Linked DNA regions of Manis pentadactyla: region 2 is linked to region 1. The links are chromatin contacts, called in public Hi-C maps. All regions are on one chromosome and are shown on one strand. Each heading gives the region's core, a stretch centred on a gene start, on an enhancer-like site or on the middle of the called end of the contact. The rest is flanking DNA. Distances are from core to core; before and after follow the strand shown. Region 1 holds the start of CD82 (CD82 molecule). Region 2 holds the start of TSPAN18 (tetraspanin 18).

The links. Hi-C and Micro-C count contacts between places; a contact is called where the count stands out from the background.
Region 2: a Hi-C map of fibroblasts shows a contact between it and region 1, with 9 times the contacts expected there. The contact joins the promoter of TSPAN18 here to the promoter of CD82 in region 1. A contact is called at or near these places in 2 of 3 Hi-C or Micro-C datasets (fibroblasts and skin fibroblasts).

The regions. Positions count from the first base shown.
Region 1 is chr9:84,502,996-84,507,206 of mManPen7.hap1, reverse strand. CD82 (CD82 molecule) reads right to left here and starts at 2,029. Exons shown (of 9, transcript XM_036891681.2): 1 at 1,877-2,029.
Region 2 is chr9:84,816,159-84,820,369 of mManPen7.hap1, reverse strand. It overlaps TSPAN18 (tetraspanin 18), which reads right to left and starts at 2,109. Exons shown (of 7, transcript XM_036891591.2): 1 at 2,037-2,109. The coding sequence starts at 2,099. The region is part of intron 7 of TP53I11 (tumor protein p53 inducible protein 11); the gene reads left to right.

The sequences.
Region 1 (4,211 bases), core at 780-3,279:
ATCGTGTACAATCAAATGCTGGGAGAGAGAGTCTACGGCTCCAGCCAGGATCAAAGCCCAACCAGGACTTGGGAACCCAGACAGAAAGCCCTGCTTAAGTCTCACCAACTCCAAGAAGCTCCTTCACCTCCGCCCTGGTGTCTCCAGTGTCTCACTTCTTCCCCCTACCCTATACACACACATACGCTGTCTCCTCCACACAAGGCAGTCTTTAATCAGACTCTGTCCTACAGTACCTTTCAGCTGGTTCCAAAGTGTAGGGCCCATCTCCAGAGGAGATTCAGGAAGCAGACATGCACACTCCCAGTCTACTCTGGCGCCCAGCCCTGATAAAACAGTTAACAGGTGCCCACACTGCCCCACACCTCCACCCCAAGCCAAGGGTGCAACGGAATAGCTGGATTCCAGCCACCAGAGCAGTATAGACCCATGAAATTTCATCTGGCCCTGAGCCATGGGTGTGAGTTATCCTCTCCAGCCAGAGGCATGGTGGAGATTAGGGGGGTAGGGCAGGGGTGGTCCTGCCAGCAACTCAAAATGAGGATAGAACCCAGGTCTGGCTAGCTCACCTCTGTATCCCCTAGCTCCACCTACTGTACAGTAGGTGTTCAGTAAACATGTTTGGGTTTTTTTAATCAGACACCCATCAACCTCAAGCAATATTACAAAAAACTCAGACACTCTTTGGTCCTGATGTCATATGCCCCCCAGTCTTGAAATGGACAAAATGATAGTGGTGGCAGGTAGCAATTTCTGGCTTTCACAAGATCAGGAGAAGCTGTAGCCAGTCTCCAGCCTTCCAAAAACAGGCTCATTCCCAGGCAGAAAGCCAGCCCATCACCTGCCCATCTACATCAGAGCAGCTGTCACAAAGTGAAGTCTCACTGGGTGCCTGATGCCTTGCTAAGCACTATAGACACATTATTATATTTAGTCCTCACTACTGCCATTGGGTACTGTCACAACCACCATTTTGCAGATAAGGAAACTGAAGCTTGGAGGGGGAGTGGAATCCAAGTCAATTTGGTCCCAAAGCCTAAGCACTTGACCACTGAACTGGGCTGCCTCGCTACTCTGGCTCTGGCACACAGCGCCCACTACCACAGGGTCAGAAATTTCCAGCCGGAGGAACTAACCCTGAGCATGAAGCAAGAGCCTGGGGCCCTGGGCTTGACTCTAGACCCAGGGTTTAGAGAGGTTTTTCCTGCTCACCCGGGTAAGAACTTGCATCCTGGTTTCCAACCCAGCCTCCTAGGCCAGCTCACCTGGAAAGGCCCCAGGAGAGGGCAAAAGCCCGGCTAAGTTTCCAGCCTGAAGTCTCACTTGGCTCTTAGTCGAGTTGTGAGGGAGCGGGGTAAGGGGAGACAGAAACTTCCCTGACTTGGGCTCACCTTCCCCAGGGCTTGTGGGTTCAGGCCTCACCCCAGGAATCAGTGTGATCTTTACACCAATTTGTTGAACGCTCACAGGGAGTCCACTTTGCTCAGTGCCACTATGCAGAAAGAGAAGTGCAGTCGGGCAGCGCAATCTCAACACCTGGGGCAGAACAGCGGTATGCTCTCACCTTCCGGGGTTTTAGAAAGGGCGAGGGGAACACGGAGTTCACTTGGTTCAACCCCCTCCATATACGGGAACCCGAGTGGTCCAGAGCAGGGTGAGGGACGCGCCAGGGAACACACAGCTGTTGCATGGCAAAGCCGAAGGGCTGGGGATGAGGACCAGGGGGCTTTTGCTCCTTCTCACCCACCAGCTGTCTCTGTGGCTCTACCTGTCACTTGTTCCGAGAAGGCTGCCCAAGCGGGCTCTTGAAGTGCGAGCGAAAACTAATTTTGCCATTTGTGTGGCCAGCCGCCCCCTGCCCCCGGCCCCTTCTCACCTGCTGCCTCTTTTTTTTTGCTCAGTGCTGCAAGCCCAGCGTCGCCGGCTCGCGCCCCAGTCACCGTCCGATCGCGCAGCCTGCGCGCAAGTCGCTCGGTCGTCCCACTCCCGGCGGCCGTCGGGGAACTCTAGAGCCAAGGCCAGGGCTAGGCCCCGCCCTCTCGAAGACACGCCCCGGACACGCCTTCGGCTTCCGGACTCGTGCCCTCCAGCCCCGCCCCCCGGCCGTGTCGGAATGCAGCCGGCCTCCCACCACGACCAGACTCCTCTCACTACTGCCCCCCTCCTCTAACCAGGCCTTCCCCGCCCCGGGCTCCGCCCCGCTATGGCTGCCGTAAGCCACCCGCCAACCCCAACCCCAGGTCGCACAGCGGGTGAGGCTCGCCCTGGACCCGCCTCTTCGGGCCTGTGCTCTTTGTCCCTCCAGCCCAGGCCCTGCCGGGACGAATCCTGCCTCCCGCCCTCGCGGGCCCTGCACTCGAACCCTGCTGGGTGGGAAGCCCCCTCACAGCCTTCCCTAACGCTCCACTCTTCCTCTGCCTTTTTCATCCTTCCCAGGCCTGGCTTTCTGTCGTCCTCGTCTCTGTCACATTCACCTACGGGCCTATCATCGCTCCTTGGCCTGCTTAGACTGAGGCCGAGCCCCAGGCACGCCCCTTACCCCCTTCAGCGCCTCTCTAATCCTGCCCTGACAACTCAACCCGCACGCGCATTCCAGGGCGGGTGTATCCGGGTACAACCGGGAACGGCTTGGGAGCGGTTTGCGTTCCAGGTCAGGACCTTTATCAGCAAGCAGCCTGGGCGCAGGCACTTTTTGAAAATGCTAACTACAGACTGAGCCCTTGCCAGGGGCCGGGCTGTATGTCAAGTGCTGCGAGTACTGGCCCTCAATTTGCACAAATTTATGCAGATGGTACTAATGTTGCACCCATTTTACTGATGAACAATCTGAAAAGGGAAGTTGTGGCCTCTGAGTCTCACTTTGGAGGTGAGCAGGATCCAGATGCAGACCCTGAATCACAGGCTTAATGCTGCCACAGCTTGCCTGGACTGGCCCCTGGAGAAGTGGCCTGGGCCAGCCAGCTGCCTGAGGTGAGGGAGGAGGTGTGAAATGATGAGGGTGTGACAGAAGGGCCTGAGCCCCAGAAGTTGGTTTTCTCCCTTATGAAGTGGCTCAGAATTAAGGTGGGCTGCAGAAGATCTCCAGATGCTCCCATCTGCACCTCAGCCCTCTGCGTTCCCAGGCCCTAGGGACTAGCCGCAGGCAGGTTACCAGTTAGGACCATTCACTTGTGCCGCTGACAAAGTTCTTTCACTCCCATTATCTCAGCATCTCACAAGGAAGCCATTGTGGGAAGGGTATGATTAGTCCCATTTTGCATGGGTGGAGTAGGGTGGGGAGCTGGATTCCTGCCCAGCTCAGTGGTTCCCAAAGCATGGTCCTTGGGCCCACAGCAGCCACAGTAGCAGCAGGTGGGAACTTGGTAGGAATGTGTGTTTTAGGGCCCCATTCCAGACCTACTGAGTGAGAAACCTCAGAGAAGCCTAGCAATTTTTTTTAAGAAGGCCTTCAGGTGACTCTGAATTACACTCAAGTTTGAGAACCACTGTTGAGCATAATGGTGAAGAAGTCAGGGTGGTCTGAGAAACACAAAAGACCTTACAACCCAGGCAAGGTAAGTATTTAACCTCTCTCTAGGATGAGCTGTCAAAGGGGAATAACAATAATGACACCAGTCTTGAGGGTAGCAGTTGAGGACGACAGCGTTCAGGGAGTGTTTACCCACTCTTGGATGCCGTACATGCTCAATATATGTTCTCTTTCTAGTAAAAAGTCTCCTTCATAGAATCTCCCACACCAAGTCAGGGTGGTGGGCTGGGTAATCTTTAAGAGCAGCAGTGTTGTCCTCTGTGGGACATAGAGGGACACCATCTTTTCTACAAGGGGCCAAGAGCCTAACAAGATCCCAGATGATGTCAGTGCTGCTGTTCCAGGGGCCACACTTTGAGAACCACTGTACTATTTTGTCTTGGGCTGGGTCCCTAGCCAACCCATACAAAATGAGCATAAAATACCCTCCTCTTCTACCCAGCTCCATATCCCCTCCCAACAAGCTGGGGGTATTTGTGATGGTGATTGACAGTTGGTAAAACAGCTGGATCCCATCTCCAGACATTCAATCACATTAATCCCATCTGCTACCCTTTCCTGTGTCTGTCACTCCAGATTAGAGATGGAGGCAGCTGTGGCAACATGGAGGCAGCTTCTGGAATCTCCACCATACTCCCTCACCATTCTCTGAAGCCTGATAGAAGAGAGTCTTGCTATAGAA
Region 2 (4,211 bases), core at 860-3,359, 310 kb before region 1:
CACAGCAAGTTCACGGCAGAGGCAGGGCTGAATCCCAGGCCTCCCTGACTCCAGCCCCAAGGATATTCTCCAGTTCTATGAACATGCTCTGACACCTCTACTGTGCCTGCCCTATGCCAGAGGCTGGAAGACACAGACAAAAATCCATCTTCTCTGTCCTCAGCAGGAGCTCTTAGACAGGTTGGGCTCCCCACTCTCAAGTCTGTTCATTGAAAGCCTGCTTATTTATGTCTTCATCTCCATGGCCATCTCTCCATGCCTTGCTTATCTCTGGAGAGGGGCAGCTGTGCCCCTTTTAGCTGTGTGACTTGGGGTAAGTGGTTTAACCTCTCTGAGCCTTAGCTTCCTCATGTAAAAGAAGATACAAATTTCCACACCCAAGGAGGCTCCAAGGAAGAAAGGACAGAATGGATGTGAATGCGCTTAGCAAGTTTCAACAAATATCTGTTCCATTTTTCTTGGGGACAAGCAATATTGGAAGCAGATCAGTTGCAGGAGAAACACTTGGACATTATTGGATTTTGAAGGCTGCAATGTATTTGAAATCCCTGTGTGATAGGAGGACTAGAGGTTCCCAAAAGTCACACATGAGGAATAACAGGCAGAGACTGAGAGCCAGTTGGTGAGCTCTGGCTTGGCTGAGAGGGGTCTGCAAGCTGGAGGGAAGGACTGGATGGCTTGGAGCAAAGGAAGATATTTTTAGGTGCTGTCAGGGCAGGGGGTGTGGCAGAGAGGCCTGCGGGTCACAGCATCCCGGGAGGGAGAAAAGGAAGACCAACAGGACAGCCAGTGACGGAGTCTACATTTTTGTCTTCTAGTCAGCAACATCTTCCTCCTCTGTCTCCCTATAAACCTCTAGTAAAACCTGTATTCCTCCCCATTGCTGTTGAAGGTTTTGGGGTTCAACAACTGGATGCTAAGATCTGCTTCAAGGAGGTCTTGGGTACAGACTGAGCTACCCTGGTGACAGCCTCATTTCCTACGGGGGTGGTAGGGCTTGCCCAGGGTCACCGAGCTCGGAAGCTGGGACTAGAACCAAGTGTGTAGGACTCCCTGGTTTTCAGGATTACAGGGCAAGGAAGGCAACCCAGGAGGGATGCTAATATGTATAAAAAATAGATGGACAGAGAACAGAGAGACAAACAGATAGCCAGAGTCAATCTTGACCTGAAAAGTTCCTCTCCTTCCCTGGAGGACATCAGTGGACATTTACTTACCCAGGTTTGGATGCACTAAGGTCAAAGGTTGAGGTAGGGTCAGAAAAGCCTGTGGGGGTTCAAGATGCCAGGAGTGTGGCTCTGCTCCTGGGAGAGGCCAGGAGCCCGAGTAGAGCTCTCAGTGGGCTGCCAGCAGGTGGGTGGTGCTGTAGGGCACTGGGCTGGCCACCTGGGCGCTCTGAGGCCCTGAGGGTCTTTGTCTTTTCACTTATAGACCTCATAATTTGGATGGGGATAGAACTAAGCTGTTGAGTTCCAACACATTCTGAGCACTTCCTAAATTTGCTTGATTTTCAAAAAACCTGTGAGCTATGTAATTAAGGTCCTAAAATAAAATGTGTTTCAGATCACATAGCTGGTAAGATGCAGAGCTGGGCTTTGAATACAGGACTCCCAGTCCCAGAGAGGTTTTGGATTACATCAGGTGGCTACCTCAGCTCAGCCCTGATGTCTGTCTATACATGCTTTGGCGGTCAGGGTTGAGTGGGGCTTCTGCTGCCCTCTCTTCACCCAGTTCCCTTCCTTCTCCCTCATTCCCCACCAGGGGTCAGGTCCCAAAACAGTAGCCAGGACTCAGGCCCCTGCCCTTTGTCCATGTAAAACATCTCTTCTGACAGTGGGCTCTCTGAGTGGGGTGGGCACTACTCAAGGGGTCTCCCCTCCACAAAATCCTGGCTGGGCAGGTAGATTTGTTTCTAGCACTGGTCCCTGTTCCTGCCCCTGGGACTCAGCCCAGTGTGACTACTTCAAAGCAGCAGTCAGTTCTGCCACCCCAACAGAGACCTACGGAGCCCCCAGGTGAGTTCCAGGAATACTTACAAATATAAAGAAGTTGAAAACAAACATCAGATACTTCATGCAGCTCAGACAGTCACCTTCCATGGTGCTCCGCCTACAAAGCAGCAAGGTCCCTCAGTCTTCCTCCAGGGGAACCCCACCTAGAAAGACACTCTGCCCCTCCCCGCCCCTAGGGGTCCCCGGTGTCCAGCCCTGCCCTTGCAGTGGAGGGAGAAAGAGGGAGACTGAAAACAATTTCCTGTCTCAGGGGGAGCTCTCTGCCCCATGGATCCAGAGTTGGAAGCCAGCCTGCTTAGGTTCCAGCCCCATTCTACCATTCATTCACTGTGTAGTCTTGGGCAAATGACCCCACCTCTCTGAGTCTTGCTCTCTCCAACTTGAAAATGGAGACTAAAAACGGAAGCTTCCTCAAAGCAGTATCGTGAGGATTAACTGAAATAATGCAATAATGGCACAACACCTAGTACAGGGCAAGTGCACAACGATTCATGGCAACACTTGATTGTGGAGGTGAGCATTCCAATTGGTAGATAAGAGATTAAGGATAAGGGCCTTCAGGAACTTGCCAGGGTCATGGAGCTGGATCAGAGCCCACACCTGACAAACTTCCCACCACCTCCCATGGCCTCCAGCCTGCAGGACTCCCAGGGCTGTTCCATGAAGAGGGGAGTCATAGGGGGAGAGGGGTGCAGCATCTACCTGGGAGCCCAAGCCCTGCTCCTGGGGCCAGACCTCCCCATGCCCTGATTACTTCCACCATGAGATCTATAGCATCCCACCTCCCTCTGGAGCCCTCCCTGGCCCTATCTAGAAGTATATGCCCATAGCAGTCACAGAACACAATTCTATTCAGCCAACATTTGTTGTGCATTGACTGTATGCCAGGTACTGGGGTCTGAAAACAATGGAGGCAGCACTTCCACACCCCTGAGGGAAAGAGACAGTATCTGCTCTCAGGAGTCAGATCTCAAGGTCCCATGTCACATTCATGTGCAATATTCAGTATTTCCAGACTTCACAGGGAGGTGGGCATGGAAAGGTTCCAGGCATTGGGGTGGTGCCTCTCACTCTTCTTTCTGTGGTTCCCATGCCAGCTGTCTGGCCGCCAGCCCTCCTCAGCAGGGCAGTGGCTATGGCAGGCTGAGGCACCGGGAGCCCAGGAGACGGTGCCAGGTCAGATAGGCATGTGGACTTCGATCTGGGCACCAGCCCTGGGGCCCTAGGGATTCTCTCCTTGGATGGCAGGCTCCTCTGCTTGGGATTATTGTACTCAGTAGAAGGGCCAAGCAGGAGTAGGACACAGAGCATCAAAGCCAGATATGCTTTCTTGTTTTACTGGGAGGTGGGGACTGAGGCACCCAGTAGTGAACCCTGGGCCAAAGAGAGAATCAGGGAGGCACCCTGAACCAAGGGCTCCAGGCTCAAAGCCTTTGTCTCTCCAAGGGTACCCCAAGGGCTGCTCCTAAATTGGGTGAGAGGAGAAGGAGATTATAGGGTTCCTGGGGTTACCAGGCTCATCTCCGCCCCTGTGAATAGCAATATTAATTGAGCACTTAGTGTGAGCCAGGCTCCAGCCTAGGCACTTCACGGACATTAGTTCACAACAACTTATGAGGTAAGTGCTCCCATCATCCCTATTTTCCAGAGATGAAAACTGAGGCAGAGAGAAGTTAGGTGACTTGCTTGAGGTTGCAGTGAGTGAGCAGTGAAGCCAAGATTTGAAGCCAGGCAGTCCAATTCGGAAGGACAAAGCAGGGAGTGTGTGGGGCAGGGGTTGGGGGGGCTCCTTACTTCACTGAGCCATGGCCTGAGTTCATGAAAAGTCATCTGCCTTTGAAGTTAGACCCCAGTGATTCCATGTTCTCCATCACAGGGGTCTCTCAAATGCCTCTAGCCTCACCCTGCTCTGGGCTTCTCCTCCGCACCCAGATGGGGGTCACAGAATTAGCCTGGTCCCACTACCTGCAGCCACTCTCCTTCAAGTCAGTGTCTCCCTGCCTCCAGAGAGGACTTTGTACAAGACACTAACTTCATCACACCCCTGCTAAAAACTTGGCCTCTGCAGGAGATGAGCCACCTCCTAACTGTGGATTGCAAACTCCTCCAAGATTCCCAGGCCACCTTTTGGTTGCCTGCCTTGACTGCTCCATCAACATCGAAGGAGAGCTTCTGATGCTCACCTTGTGCTTCTCTTCA